2 separate regions of the Gossypium arboreum genome follow, and region 2 is linked to region 1. The links are chromatin contacts, called in public Hi-C maps. All regions are on one chromosome and are shown on one strand. The core of a region is the stretch at or near the end of the contact, and the rest is flanking DNA. Distances in the headings are between cores, read along the strand shown.

Region 1 (3,101 bases), core at 164-2,663:
TATTTCTTCTTGTTTCAACTTTCCATATATAAACATAAACCTGTCATCTTTGTTTTCCCTGGAAGCCTTCAACTTTATTTTTCCTTCAGGAAGTTAAGTCTGAAGAACACAACATCTGCAGTCATGACCAAAAACCCCACGAACCAATCAACCTCCGCAAATCCTCATCACTTTGTGCAAGAAGCTCCAGTAACTGGTGTTCCCATTAACCCTCAATATCCTCAGCAAAATTACACGCAACCGCCTAGGAACGTCCCTTGGTCCACCGGACTCTGTGATTGCTGCTCTGATCTTCCTAGCTGTAAGCTTTTCCTTTCTATTAAACCTCTCATCCTTTTTTGTTCCTGTCTAAACCCAAAATAGTCTTTCTTTTTGAGATTTTAAGTTACTCTCATCATTGTTTTCTTTTTTTTTTTTGTACTTACTTTATTTAATTGAATTTTTACAGGTTGCCTCACATGTTGGTGTCCTTGCATCACTTTTGGACAAATTGCTGAGATCGTCGACCATGGATCAACCCGTAAGTTTTTTTTTTTTTGGATTGAATAAGATGCAAGTTATAAGGAAGAAAGGGCGGTGGGTTAATATGTAAAAAATGGTGCAGCATGCGGAGTAAGTGGAGCACTGTACGCATTAATTGGAATATTGACGGGGTGTCCTTGCATATACTCCTGCTTCTATCGTTCCAGGATGAGGAGTGAATACATGTTGGAAGATAGGCCTTGCAACGATTGCTGCCTTCATTTTTGCTGCGAGGCCTGCGCCTTGTGTCAAGAATATCGCGAGCTCAAAAACCGTGGCTTCGACATGTCCCTTGGTACTATTTTTATTTTTATTTTTATTTTGAAGAAAAGAAATACTTTATTTTAAATTTTCACTTAATTCCATGCATTTCCATATGGTCTTATTTGTCTTTTGGTTTGAAATATGTAGGATGGCATGGAAATATGGCGAGGCAGCAAAATCAAGGCCTCCAAATGCCATCGGCTCCGGTGATGGAAAGTGACATGAAAAGATAATTTCATCTATATTTTGGATGGTTCTCTATGATATTTATTTTATTATTGTTGTTATTATTCATGTGATGCCACTGTGGCTCCAATGATGGAGAAGTGGCATGAAAAAGATATTCGCACCTATATTTAGGACGGTTTTCGATTAAGTCTTTCATTTGATGTGAGTGAGGTTGAGTGTCGTCATTATATATTAAAGTCTTGTACATTTGATATATTACATTAGCTGCGATGAAATATCACATTTTTTTTTTTTTGAAATTAAAATATCTATATATAAGCATTTCATTACTTTGGGCAACTGGTTTGCCATTACCTCAAATAAAACCTACTCAAAATTACATACAGCCTGCTGGGATAGTCCCTTGGTACAATAAATTTGATAAAATAGGTAAAGGGGAATTAATTTATATTTAATCTAAATAAAAAAAAAGTATTGGGAATTGAAAGAAAAAGAAATTTAAAAAATCTAGCTGTAAATATTTTATTATTTCCTTCATTAATTAAATATATATTAATATTAAGCAAAAAGAAACCATTTTGGTTGTAATTAGGTTGTCATGGTTTGGTAAACAAAACAGGTGATTTTAGAATATCTCAAGGTGGTAAAACGTTTGGTGATTTAACTGAAAATTACATAGAAAAAGGTTTGGCATATTTGGTTAGAAATGGGTGTAGATTAATTAAAGACATTCAGCAGACTTGTCTTGCAAAGTTTCAGTATAAACCCATTTCTCTTCCTCATTTCGTGCCTCTTTTGGTGTCCATTCAATGGTTGTTTTTTATCATATATGTTAAAATAAATAAATAAATAAATGAAGTGTTTATAAACAACAAATAACTTTCAACACGTGTCGAAATAATATTTAGAATTGGAGCCCCAAAAAAAAGAGGAAACGAAATCTGTCGGTAAAAAAAGAAGAAAGAAGAATCAGAAAGACGGACACCAAAGGGGAGCAGAGGAAATCTGTTCTCGTTGAATAGGTTTCTTTCCCCACCCACCCCCCCCCCCCCCAATAGATTTCAAAAGCCTTTCAACATCCATCCATTCGTCTTCTTTTTCTGTATTGAATTAATAGGGTAACTCTTTAATAGAACACCCACCCACCATCGCCATGTTCCCAACAGAACATCCACAATGGCCACCAGCACCTTATCAGTATGGGCAACCGGCTCCACCACCTTTCGCTCCTGTTGCTGACCCAAACCAGCAAATGCGTAATCAAAACTATTACATGCACCCTGCTGGGAAAGTCCTGTGGTCTACAGGACTCTGTGATTGCTGCTACGATATTCCAAACTGTAAGCTTTTCCTTTTTCCTTTTCCTTCTATTATTTTTTTAAATTTTTTTGGAACCCGAAAATGGGAATTTGTTATCATATTGAAATGTTTTTTTTAGGTATCATCACATGTTTTTGTCCTTGCATCACCTTCGGACAGATTGCTGAGATTGTCGATAATGGATCAGTCTGTAAGCTTCTTCTTTTTTTCTTCTTTTTGGTTTAAAGTTAATTGGCTTGGTGTTTTAGTTAGTTATTTGAATGCGTGAGTTGCAGCATGCCTAGCAAGTGGAGTTCTGTACTCAATAATATTTTGGATGTCGGGGCTAGCTTGTATGTACTCATGCTTCTATCGCTCAAGAATGAGGAATCAATACATGTTGGCAGAGACACCGTACCCAGATTGGTGCCTTCATCTTTGCTGCGAGGTCTGCGCCTTGTGTCAAGAATACCGCGAGCTTAAAAGCCGTGGCTTCGATATGTACATTGGTACGTTATTAATTTACATTTTTAAGCCTTCTTTTCACTCCATTAAATATTATCATTTTATATATCTACATTTCTCTCTTCATTACCTGATTTTATACAGGATGGCATGCGAACATGGAGAATATGCGAAATCGTGCTATGCAAATGTCAATGCCTCCGGTGGTGGAAGATGGGATGAAACGATAAACAATGATGATTCTCTTTTCTAAATGGCCATATCTACGTGCATGTTGATTGTTGAGTTGAGACAAAAGGATTTGGACCAAAAAGAAAAAACCAAGTGTAATTTCACCTCTGCCCTTTTTTAAAACAATAATA
Region 2 (3,101 bases), core at 189-2,688, 260 kb before region 1:
TTTATTTCATCAAGGTTATCTTGCGAGGTTCATTTGATTGTAATTGGTTCAAGTGCATATATCTCATGTTCGAATAATCTCTCTCAAATTTATTCAAAATCATCAGACTTATCATGGCAAACACTACAAATCCACCCTATTGAACCGGTTGAAGCTATCTGCATGTTGGCATGTTGAGTACAGCATGGCTTATTACAGAAATTGCATTTGGGAAGCTGAATCCAACAATCTGGGCAAAGAGTATCAGCACAAACAGTTTCTTCCAAGTCTCCAGTTTCGACACACTTGCCACATTCTTCACACCTTGGAATGCAGAACATGCACATCCTACATCCAGTCATTGAATTCTCTGCCTTCCTTTTACATTCCTCTCTAGGACAATCAAATACAACCCTTACTTCATTGCATTTGGGACAAAGTTCCACATCAATAACTCTCCCAAGTTCTTCCCATCTATATGCTTGCAACCTTCTGTAATTATGATATAAGAGAGGCTGTCTCTTTTGCTGAATCTGCTGCAGTTTTTGGTTTGTTTGGAGGTAAAATTGAAGCCTTTCGAGGTGTTCTTTCTTCATGTTGGCAATGCCGTTTATCCAAAGGCTTTTTAGGCCATCTTGGAAGTCGGATAGCTTCTGCAGAGCTCTTATTACTCCATCAGGGGTTAAGCCAGTGCAACCTGGTATGTGAAGCTGAATCAATATATAAAACAACTTCTTAGTTTATATTAATGTCTTTATTACACAAGTAGTATTTACTGCAGGGGAAAGAAAATCATAATTTAGAGTTGAGTCTGGTTGTTTTTGTTCCACACATATATAAGATAGAGGAAAACGAAACCCTGCCATTGAAATCTTATCCATTCCATATCCTAAAAGGAAGGATATTTGGAAAAAAAGAAAATAATAAAAAAATTCGTACCTTACTGATAAGAGGGTTTTGGTCGATTACCCTTTGAAGCCCATCATCTGTAATTTTGGCACAGTACATGAGAACCAAGGTTCTTAGCCTACCATTTGCCTTTGAAGCAATTTTCATCAGAATCTCATCTGACAACCTCAAGCTCAAAGGCCTTTCAACGATGATGTTTAGCCATGGGAGTACATCCTTTTCCACTGCATCTCTCAGTGACCTGCAAACTTCACTCATGGACAGAAGTTCAAATAATGGAAGGTAGGCTAGGACAAGAAACAAAGTCTCATGGGGTGGCCCTGCAAAACTGGATTGTTTATGTGAAAGGGTTGCAAGTTCCATGCTCTTTGCAATCTCCATATTGTTTTGATGAAAGAACTGTCTAGATTATATATAGAGAATATAATTCCTTAACAAATAAGCGACCAAAATATGCCCTAAACTAAAGGAGAAATAAAAAGAAGATGTTGACAGGAGGGAGGAAGGGGTTGAACTGTGAGTTTGTCAAAATATGTAATCCATTTTTCTTGCCCTCAAAGGATTTGCTCCATAGTTGACTAGCTTTAAATTCAACCATACGACTAAGTTCTTTTTTTTTTGTTAGTTTTAAGAAAAAATGGAACATTAAACTAAAAAAAAAAAAAATGTTAAACTGATTATAATCTGATCTTAAGATTGTTGTGTTAAACACCTTCTATAATTACACTATGGTAGTTTCAATCATTTACATTTTTCAACTGTAAGTTGTTCACCATCCACAAACAAGTCACTGTTGACATGTCCGTCCTTGATGCAAAGATGTGCAAAGGGAGTAGCAACTTGGAGATATGGACCTACACAGAGCTTTCTCCTGGTGTCTATCCAACTCTTGTCCAACAATGAAGATCATGTATTCGAGCAAGGCCGAATCACAGGGCAACGTTATAGGACCAAGACTTGATAGACCAAACTCTTCCTCCGAAAAGCTTTAAGAGTTCAACAAATATGTTGTTGCTGAGATATGACAAGGGCACATGATGCCGCTTCTGATCTGCTGTGTAGATGACAAAATGACCTGTTTCAGCCACCGGTGATTCATCGACACCGCCTGCTATAACTTTTGCTTGGATGTCCCCGGTAAATAAACTCTTTCTCCCCTTCACTGTCATTTTCTGCCACTTCCTTGCTAGTCTGTTAAGTTCCTTGCCGCCGTTGATCATTCTGGCTGTAATGTCTACCTTATAAATATAACTATGTTAGTACAAATCTCTGTGAGGAAAATTTCGAACACATGAATGGAATTCGAATAGAAAAAGTAGAAATAAGATAAGGATCTAAGTATGTATCAAGCCACTATCTTTAAGTTATATTCGTCTCTATCTAGCAAACGAGTTTCAAGCAAATTATGCTTCAGGATATAATAAAATCAATGACTATTTGCGTTTTGCACTGACAAGAATAGTCCACCAAGCACTGAAAATAAAAAGATATTTTTAGAATTTGGTGGTGTAATTTCCAAATGAAATCCCATTATTATTTATAAAAATTTTTTATGTCTCTTCATATAGACATCTTTAGACAGGTGTCTTTATGAATAAATAAAAAATAATAATTATTCTTTAATTTTATAACTATTCAAGTAATATTGTTTGAATAGTTATAATTATTTTCAAAAATTAAATTATATATAACTTTTGACCAATGATAAAAAATTTGTCTTTTGATTAATTATGAAAACACGAAAATATACACACTTTTTCATGCCCTTTTATACTCAAATTCATGTAGTTTCAATAAAATTCTTGTCGAAAATATATAATAATTATAAAATAATTAAATTGCACTTAAAGTCTGAACATGTTGAATTTTAATTAATTTTATATTAAATTTTAGTTTATTTTTGATAGATTTGCACAAAGGGCGAAAAACGACTCGGTAGACACTACTGAAAGCACAAAACCGAGAAGCAATTTTTCGAAGCATCAAGGCAAATTAATTTTTCAGCTTAAGATGGTCCAAATTATGAATATTAATTCATAATATAATTAATTCTAATTTTAATCCAAATTATTTTGGCTTAAATAATTATTATTAATTAATTATGAAAAGAGGCCCAGTTAAGCTGAACTAAGAAAACTAATCCAACTGAGCACTGGGCTGCCCAAAACCGTCCCACATGTTGACCCAATCAGCTTGTTTGGATGATTATTTGG

Evidence for each region. A called contact is a pair of places that touch in the nucleus more often than the background predicts.
Region 2: a contact with region 1 is called in a Hi-C map of leaf, with 4 times the contacts expected there. The contact joins the promoter of LOC108467245 here to the promoter of LOC108466541 in region 1. A contact is called at or near these places in 2 of 5 Hi-C or Micro-C datasets (both in leaf).

Annotation. Positions count from the first base shown.
Region 1 is chr2:80,563,629-80,566,729 of ASM2569848v2, reverse strand. LOC108466541 (protein PLANT CADMIUM RESISTANCE 2-like) reads left to right here and starts at 1,413. Exons shown (of 4, transcript XM_017766905.2): 1 at 1,413-2,315; 2 at 2,414-2,485; 3 at 2,571-2,783; 4 at 2,884-3,101. The coding sequence starts at 2,129. The coding sequence ends at 2,969. It overlaps LOC108466567 (protein PLANT CADMIUM RESISTANCE 2-like), which reads left to right. Exons shown (of 4, transcript XM_017766944.2): 1 at 1-301; 2 at 449-520; 3 at 605-817; 4 at 934-1,280. The coding sequence starts at 124. The coding sequence ends at 1,019.
Region 2 is chr2:80,821,578-80,824,678 of ASM2569848v2, reverse strand. It overlaps LOC108467245 (F-box protein SKIP28), which reads right to left and starts at 1,438. Exons shown (of 2, transcript XM_017767834.2): 1 at 919-1,438; 2 at 67-689. The coding sequence starts at 1,269. The coding sequence ends at 90. It also overlaps the pseudogene LOC108466849.